Regions from separate parts of the Mus musculus genome. Here regions 2 and 3 are each linked to region 1. A link is a contact called in public Hi-C and promoter capture Hi-C data. All regions are on one chromosome and are shown on one strand. Each heading gives the region's core, a stretch centred on a gene start, on an enhancer-like site or on the middle of the called end of the contact. The rest is flanking DNA. Distances are from core to core; before and after follow the strand shown.

Region 1 (2,700 bases), core at 167-2,666:
AAAGCTCACCTTGATGAGTTATGATGAATAGGTGCTCGTCATGGATTTTGTTCCCTTTTACTTCACTCTGAAGTTCTTGCGCATTCAAAATCTTTTCCAACTTTAAATAAGAAAATGAGAAGATGGATCTTAAGATTTCAGCTCTAGGGTTGTGCACACAGACATTAACAAGAAGCAGACTACAATTCTGGAAAAAGTACCCCTGAGTCAAGTCCTTTCAAACTGTGATCGGTCTTTAAAAAAAAAAAAAAAAAAAACAGTAAATGAGTTTCATCATCAACAACAAAAAGTAGGTTAAATTTGCGATTTTAAGAATAATTGTAGTTGCCGTTCTTCTCCAAAATCCTCAGTGAGACAGCACTGTCCTCTCAAATGCCAGTGTTCTCAGGACAGTATGGTGGGAAGCCAACCGTTTGCTTCAAGTCTGCAATACTTTTCTTTCCTCCTACTCAAAGGCTTCTGGCGGGTTTTACATTCATTATCACTTCATCCTTACAAAACTACCAAAGAAGCACGAGAACTTTAACCATTTCCCACCTTAAATTTTTAATCTGAAAGCGAACCATAATCACCTCCCAATTCCCAATGGAAAGCTGTCTTTTATTTCCTAATGGTTTTGAGAAGGTTCTGTGTACCTTTAACATTTCTACATTGTAATGTGGAATTTGCAGATTTCCGATGGGGATTTGGGGTTCTGACCCCCATCTTTTCACATGTGCTGAGCACAGCCCGTCTGCTATCTGCCCTGTGCTTTATCTTTCACAATCTCCTGTCCAGATACAGAACTTTCTGCTGTTGCAGAGCCTCTTCTAGGAAGGAACATTTCACCACTCAACGTGCCATAGCAGATTTGAATAGGCACAGATATCTACGAATAGAAAGGTCCGAAGGTTCAGAAAACTACTGGTGATTGAAAAAAAAAAAATACAGTCAAGTGAAAGACCATTTAGAGACAATTTAGTGGCTGATGACAGCAGCTAAAGCCAGCGAGGGGTTGGTTGCCAGCACCTACCTGCAAGTAATTGCCATAGATAAGTCCTCCTTTGCTGGCTCTGTTTACACCAGTTTGAGCTCTGTCTTCTTCATTGTCCTCCATAGATACGTTTTTCAAAGTGTATCTGCATTTTGAGTGAATGACACAAAAAATTAAAACAAACAAACAAAAAAACCAAAAGCAGAGTGCCCATAAAATAAGAAAGTACAACTCTGTTTCTAATTCTGTCTGGTTTATTAATAAATTAACAGACTAATAAGAAGCAAGGAATTAACTTTTAAGTCCAGGAATTTGACTGTTTATAGGCTAAGGCTGGAAAGTTCCCTTCCATATAAACAGAGATAAACACTCACCCTACACTGTTTCCTGCAAACGGGCACCCACTCATAGTACTGAAGTGTCTCAGGACCACACAGGTTTGCTAGGTCAGGAATGGTATCAACCTTCCCAGATACTTTAGTGCTTGCCTTTTATGTATCCTGATTGCCAGACACAGCCAATCAGCACCCAGCTTACACTCTTAGCCCGGATCTCATTTCGTACTGGTTCAGAACTGAGCCTCTGTAACTTGGGGGTGGATTTTTGTTGGGGCACAGCTTGTTTGCTAGCAGGGCGTGCCAAACCCTCTAACTTGCCAAGTTGAGCTTTTATATCCAACATAGAAGACATCAAATAAATCAATAGAGGCCAAGTCCATAGACATTTACACTTAACTACTTAATTCCAATAAAGTTTTCTATTAGCATAAGAATCCTTAAAGAGAATGGCATTATAGGCAAAAGTTTAACTTCTCCCAGTAGTGTAGTCTCCTGACTTCTGAGAAACAAGTATTGAAATGTCAGCCCTACTCAGTAGGGGGAAAAGAATAATCTCTGGGAAGTAGAGGGAGAGAGAGATCTAGAAGGGAGAGAGGAGGGGCAGGGAAAAGGAAGGGCAGTTCAGATATGGGAGGAGATGGGGGAGAAGTACAGAGGGTCAGGAGTTTGAAAGTAGCTGTGTAGCAGTGGGGGAAGGGGAATTGGGAGTAGCCACTAGGAAGTCCCAGATGTCAGGGACCCAAGAGGTTCCCAGGACCCAAAAGGGAGAACATTAACTCAAATACCCAACAAAGGGGAGATAGAACCTGTAGACCCCATATCCAATGGACAGGCATGGCCCCTAGCTAAGGGATAGGGCCACCCACCCACCTCAAAAATATTAATCCAGAATTCCTCCTCTCAAAACGAAATGCAGGGAGAAAAAGTGGAGCAGAAACTGAAAGAAAGGTCATCAAGAGACTGCCCCACCTAGGGATGCAACTCATCTGCTGACATCAAACCCAGACATTATTGCTGATGCCAAGAAGTGCTTGCTGACAGGAGCCTAGTATAGTTGTCCCCTGAGAGGCTCTGCCAGAGCCAGACCAATACAGATGCAGATGTACAGATTCAAACATTGGACTGAGTGTAGGGACCCCAATGGAGAAGTTAGGGCAAGGACTGTAGGAGCTGAAGGGGTTTGCAACTTCATAGGAAGAGCACCAATATCAACCAACCAGACCCCCTAAAGCTCCCAAGGACTAAACCACCAACTAAAGAGTACACATGGAGGTATCATGGCTCCAGCTAGATATGTAGCAGAGGATTGCCTTATCTGGCATTACTGGGAGGGGAGCCCATTGGTCTTGAGGAGGCTTGATGACCCAGGATAGGGGAACACTAGGGCAT
Region 2 (2,700 bases), core at 175-2,674, 1.0 Mb after region 1:
TAAAAGTAGACTTCCTTCCAGCCCAATCAACTAAAGTCACTCAATAATTGTTGAGTATTAACTGTCACTCGGTCTACTGGGTGCTGTGGCCAAACACTGAATTTCCATTGATAGATTAATGGGTTATATAATGCAAGGTTCTTATAATTCCTACAAAACATGGAGCCAGAGCTGGGGCTGTGGGGTAATGCTCTATTAGAGGGAACTAGCCTCCAGAAAACAGGGCTTCTGGGGGTTTTTGCTTGTTTTTGTTTGTTTGTTTGTTTGTTTTTTGTTTTATTTGTTTTGACAGCCAGAGATGCAGTAGTTCCTATGCACATTGACAAACAAGATGGGGGGAAAAAGTAGAACATATAGGAAGAAAAAACAAACAGGAGATAGGAAGTGACTAAAGGCTACGGGGTCTTTAAGCAGGTGAATGGTGGCATTGTCCAAGCTATTCTGTAAGAATATCACAAATGGCTTGGAGCAAAAAGTGACTGAAGTGGAGGCCAATCTGGTCAGGAAGAGAAAGGGCTACATATTTGGTCTGATGAGTTCCCTTACTTAAAATGATTTCTGACTAGCTACAGAGCATAAACATTTCTTTGTTTTAATGTCAAAGGAGACAGTACTTTGTCAAAACTTCAAGTCAAATACCAGCATGTTAGCACTTCTTTCATGTTAGTGCGTTTCTCCCAGTTACATAGTTCTTCACAGTTTACAGCAAGCTTGGTCACAGGAGGAGAGTGACTGCACACATCTGTCACAGTGCCACAGCTGCTTGTCATTAGCAAAGAGAGGTGACAGTGCCCTTTCCCCACAAACTCAATGAACCTTCTCAGTGTCTCCCTGTGTCCCTTCTCCTTCAGAGAGGCTTCTAAGGAGATGTGTGACAGGTGGGTTTCTCTGAGTCCAGGCTTTTCCTCCAGGAACTAGATGGGGCTTTGGGACAAACTGGTAAACTCCTGGCTCCTTCTCTTTGGTGGCAGATGGGAGGGAACCTGTCTTCCAGTCATCAGAAGAGTTGAGCCCAAAACTCAGTCAAAACTGACCCAAGAAAAAGGATATCACAGAGGAGGGACAGGAACCCATCTCCAGCATGATCCACCCTTGGAAATACAGACCTTAGACATGAAAGGAGGAAAAGTTCCCTTCTCCCACCCCTGGGCAAAGACAGGTCTTTCAGTAATGCCTGTGGCTGCAACAGGCCAGACTTCTGGATAAGCTTGGTTTGTTGTGGGAGGTCAGAACCCTGTGTTTGTTCTCCTGGAGGTGGTGTACTGGAAGTAGTTGCAACACGCGGCCTCTGTCAGCCCTCGGAGCAGCACCCCCCCCCCCCCTGTTTTGCTGGCTTTTGCAGATACCTGTGGGTCTGAGGAGACAGGTTGGGCTGAGCCCAAAGGGAGGAGCTTAAACCTGTGCGCAAAATCTGGGAATCCCTCAGAGCACGAGTGAGAGCCAGAATGAGCAGAAAGAGCTCACATTTCTGGTAAAGAGACCCTGTGACCAGTTCCAGCCACCCTTAGTCCCGCCCAGACTGAGAGCTCACATAAAGGACCAAGGAGAAGCCCAAGAGGTCACAGTGCTGGCTGTAAAGAGCTGGGAGCACCTGGTCACCCAGACACCATGAGTTGGTCTTTGCAGCCCCCGAGTTTCCTTCTTTGCTGCCTGCTTTTACTGTTCTCTCCAACGGGCCTGGCAGTAAGTGTCCTTCCGAAGCCATACTGTTTTATTATTAAAACGTTTTTATAAAGGGGAGAGAGAGAGAGAGAGAGAGAGAGAGAGAGAGAGAGAGAGAGAGAGAGAGAGAGAGAGAGAGAGAGAGACATGACTGGGACCAGTAGCAAAATATCTTTGTTTTTCTCCAACAGTATGTGGCTACCAGAGATAACTGTTGCATCCTAGATGAGAGATTCGTAAGTAATTTCAGTGTCACCCCCTATCCTGAAACTAGAGAAGGGTGGGAAAACAGGGTAGCACTTTCATTTATCAGTTGACAACTTAAGCTTTTGGGGAATGGTTTAATATTTATGGATTGTATTTAAGACTTCTCTCCTAAGGTGTTTAATTACCTCCTTAAATTGACTTGCAGGGTAGTTTCTGCCCAACCACCTGTGGTATCGCAGATTTCCTGTCTTCTTACCAAACCGACGTGGACAATGATCTCCGAACGCTGGAAGACATCTTATTCCGGGCTGAAAACAGAACCACAGAAGCCAAAGAACTGATCAAAGCAATTCAGGTTTACTACAACCCAGACCAACCCCCAAAGCCAGGTGAGAGGAAACCCCACCGAGGAGTCACCTCCTCTGCTTTCCGTTGTACTATTTGCTTAAGGGATTTTCCTGTCTCTGACCCTGTTACAGGTATGATAGACAGTGCCACTCAGAAGTCTAAGAAGATGGTAGAAGAAATTGTGAAATACGAAGCGCTGCTGTTAACCCACGAGACAAGCATTCGGTATGTGTCTGGGTTTTCATGTGCTCCTCAAGGCACCTGGAACTTTTCCTTAATGTTCCACATTTCATAGAAAGTGACCTTGGAATTTAGTTTTCATTTATAGTATCAAATCTCCCAGTGGAGATGGGAGTTCTTTAGTGAAAAATGAGTTGCACGGGCCTGTAATTTTAAAATAATAATCGCATTGGAGAAAGGTTATTGTAGATGCCTTTGAATGCCATTCTGGCTCTATTTACTTGAATGTCCCCCAGCCCCCTT
Region 3 (2,700 bases), core at 14-2,513, 1.1 Mb after region 1:
CACTTAAGTCAAAGGGTTTTTTTTAATCATTTTATTGAACCGTGACTGATATGTAAAAGTGCTGTATGTTTGATGTGAAATAACCACCCCTTTGAGCTCATTAGTATATGCATCACCTTCTTTGATTATCTTTCCCTTTTCCTCTTTTTTCTTCCTTTCTGTTTCCCTCATTTCTCGTCTCCAGGAAACCACTACTGTGTCCCAGTCTCTTGAGTTGCACATTAAAGGTTTCACACGGAAGTGAAGTCACATCGTTCGCTTAGTGTGATATCCTCAAGGCTCCCGTACATTTCCCCAAATGTGTGAATTTCTTCTTTTCACAGGCTGAACAATAATCTCTTGTATCCACCCCTTTTCTTTATCCATTCATCCATTGTCTGAGGCTGCTTCCATAGTGTGGAATTGTGAACAATGAATATTCTGTTCAAAATCCAGCTGTTGCTTTTTGGGGGGGGGGGGAATATTAGTGGGTGCGTGGTTGGGTCACACAGAAGTTTCACTGAGTCCAGAAGAATTGTACATGGAAATGAAGAGCAGATGAAGAGAGATCAAGCCCAAAGGCAGGAAGTACAGTACATTTTCCATGTACTTCTCCAATCATGGCCAGCACTTCCTCCCAGGCCGTGGTGACAACCACTCCTCGGGAGGCCTTGAAATAATTCACCCATTTGTTTACTAACATGTGTAGGATGTTGCCTTTGCCCTGGTCTTTAAGAGAGGAGACTGATTCCCAAGGATGGACAGTTAACCTTCATAAGTGCTCAGAGCCAGGAAGCTGGAGCTAGGACTGTGGATGCTGGCATTGGTCGCCAGCAGCTACTGTCTTGACCTCTGGCTGGAGGAAAACAACCCGTTTAACATAAGCTTATTGTAGGCTTTCAGGTCATTCTGAAATTCAGATGAACTCTGAATCCCACACACAGTCCAATGTCTCTGCTCCACAGAAGTGATAGCCAGAGTGCCCTGGCTGCTCTCTTACTTCCTTCAGGTGTGAACTGTGTTCATCTCCCCAGCTTCCAAGGCCCCCATTTCCTGGAATGTAGATTCCCCCCACCCCCCAACTGCTGACTGCACAATCAAATGCTACCATTTGCAACAACTTATCGGAAACAAACAAGCTACAGAGAATTGAGCAAGAGTTTCTGGGATACCTTGGTTATTATGGTCAGAGCACAGGACACACTGTGAGCTTTGGCTGCTTGAGTGGGCCAAGGGTGATGATTAACCTCCTGCCGGTTTAAGTAGGGTTGGAGCTGTGAGTGCAGTCAGTCCTCCTTCGCTTCAGCTCCAGTTCTCCTCATGAGCCATCCCTAAACGCAGACACCATGCTGTCCCTGAGGGTCACCTGCCTCATCTTGAGCGTGGCCAGCACAGTCTGGGTATGTGCTTTCTCTTCTCTCTGTTAATTCTTCCGCAAGGAGCCCTGAGTTCAGAGTCTACAAGTCCTTTGTACTTAGCTTTTTAAATGCCAGGCCAGGGAGGCAAATTCTTAGATGAGCCTGACAAGTGTATGGGGAAATGTGATGTCCAGAGGGAGGCCCTAGGATAACGAGAGATCTTGACATCTGTCGTTCAGGCTGATTCAGATGCAGTCTTTAAAACTGCAGCTGTGTGTTAGTATACTCTCACGGTTGCTGGGGATTGATCCAGCATAGAATTCCTCATGCTGCAACCCTTAGATGCAGTTCCTCATGTTGTGATGACCCGCAACTAGAAAATTGTTTTTAGTTACTACTCCCTAACCTTAATTTTATTACTTTTATGAATCATAACGTAAATATTTTTGGAAATAGAGGTTTGCCAAAGGAGTCGTGACCCACAGGTTGAGAACCCCTGGGCATGGCAGTAAAGCTCTCTACAACTAAGCTACACTGCCAGCCTCCTGAATCCCTCCACATGTTTGTCCCTTTAAACTCCAGAGACATCATTCTAACAGAACAAAACACTGGGTAAGAACTGTTCTCCAGCTGGTAATTCCAGACATTTGTCTGTAATGAGCAGAAGGTTTGGGGTTTAGTATGGTTTACCTCTAGTCTTTGTTTTATTTGTAATATTTTAGTTTTGTAATGTTGTCATGTTGAGGAATGAAGCAGAGCTTTCTCTGTACTGACCAAGCAAGCGTTCTACACCCGCAGCCCTAAGAGGAACTTTTCATATCCTTTTGAAGACATAAAAGGAAGAGGGCAAATTAATTGCCTTTGAAAACGTATAGCAAATTCCGAAGACATTAGTTATGAGGCAGTGGGCTCTTTGGAAGGATTCGTGTTCTTTTCAGATAACTTCTAAATACTGACATCATTCCCCAAATTAAGCCCCAAAGAAAAACAAAAGAAAGAAATCTAAATTACTGGAGTTTCTGACACATTCTAGTTTATAAAACATGTCAACTATGACCAAGGACCTAGTGACATCCTAATTAGTTACCCAGGCTGTATATTATTTCAGGTGTTTTTTGTGGTGGTGGTGGTGGTGGTGGTGGTGGTGGTGGTGGTGGGTTTTTTGGCTCACCATTCAAAAATCTTGATATCAGAGAGTAAAGAACAATACATTTTGGAGGGAATTAAACTAAAATAACCAGCTGAGGCGATATTTCTGGGTAATTTGTACTTCTATTGTCTTCCTTGTCTCATTATTATGTGCACTTTCTGTCTGCTTCATTGTTGTGCTATTTTACTCATACAATTGAATTTACCATTATAT

Evidence for each region. Promoter capture Hi-C pulls out the DNA fragments that hold promoters and counts their contacts. A called contact is a pair of places that touch in the nucleus more often than the background predicts.
Region 2: a contact with region 1 is called in a promoter capture Hi-C map of liver, with 2.0 times the contacts expected there. The contact joins the promoter of Fgg here to the promoter of Tdo2 in region 1. A contact is called at or near these places in 3 of 39 promoter capture datasets (liver and stem cell-derived epiblast-like cells), 1 of 484 Hi-C or Micro-C datasets (liver) and 1 of 115 datasets of contacts at active chromatin or transcription factors (hepatocytes).
Region 3: a contact with region 1 is called in a Hi-C map of liver, with 2.1 times the contacts expected there. The contact joins the promoter of Fga here to the promoter of Tdo2 in region 1. A contact is called at or near these places in 2 of 39 promoter capture datasets (both in liver), 1 of 484 Hi-C or Micro-C datasets (liver) and 1 of 9 other capture datasets (embryonic stem cells).

Annotation. Positions count from the first base shown.
Region 1 is chr3:81,974,312-81,977,011 of GRCm38.p6, forward strand. It overlaps Tdo2 (tryptophan 2,3-dioxygenase), which reads right to left and starts at 1,417. Exons shown (of 12, transcript NM_019911.2): 1 at 1,348-1,417; 2 at 1,013-1,118; 3 at 10-100. The coding sequence starts at 1,382.
Region 2 is chr3:83,006,300-83,008,999 of GRCm38.p6, forward strand. It overlaps Fgg (fibrinogen gamma chain), which reads left to right and starts at 1,425. Exons shown (of 10, transcript NM_133862.2): 1 at 1,425-1,683; 2 at 1,854-1,898; 3 at 2,075-2,258; 4 at 2,349-2,442. The coding sequence starts at 1,609. Gm30097 (a long non-coding RNA gene) reads right to left here and starts at 2,116. Exons shown (of 5, transcript XR_375748.2): 1 at 2,055-2,116.
Region 3 is chr3:83,024,890-83,027,589 of GRCm38.p6, forward strand. Fga (fibrinogen alpha chain) reads left to right here and starts at 1,264. Exons shown (of 6, transcript NM_001111048.2): 1 at 1,264-1,379. The coding sequence starts at 1,326.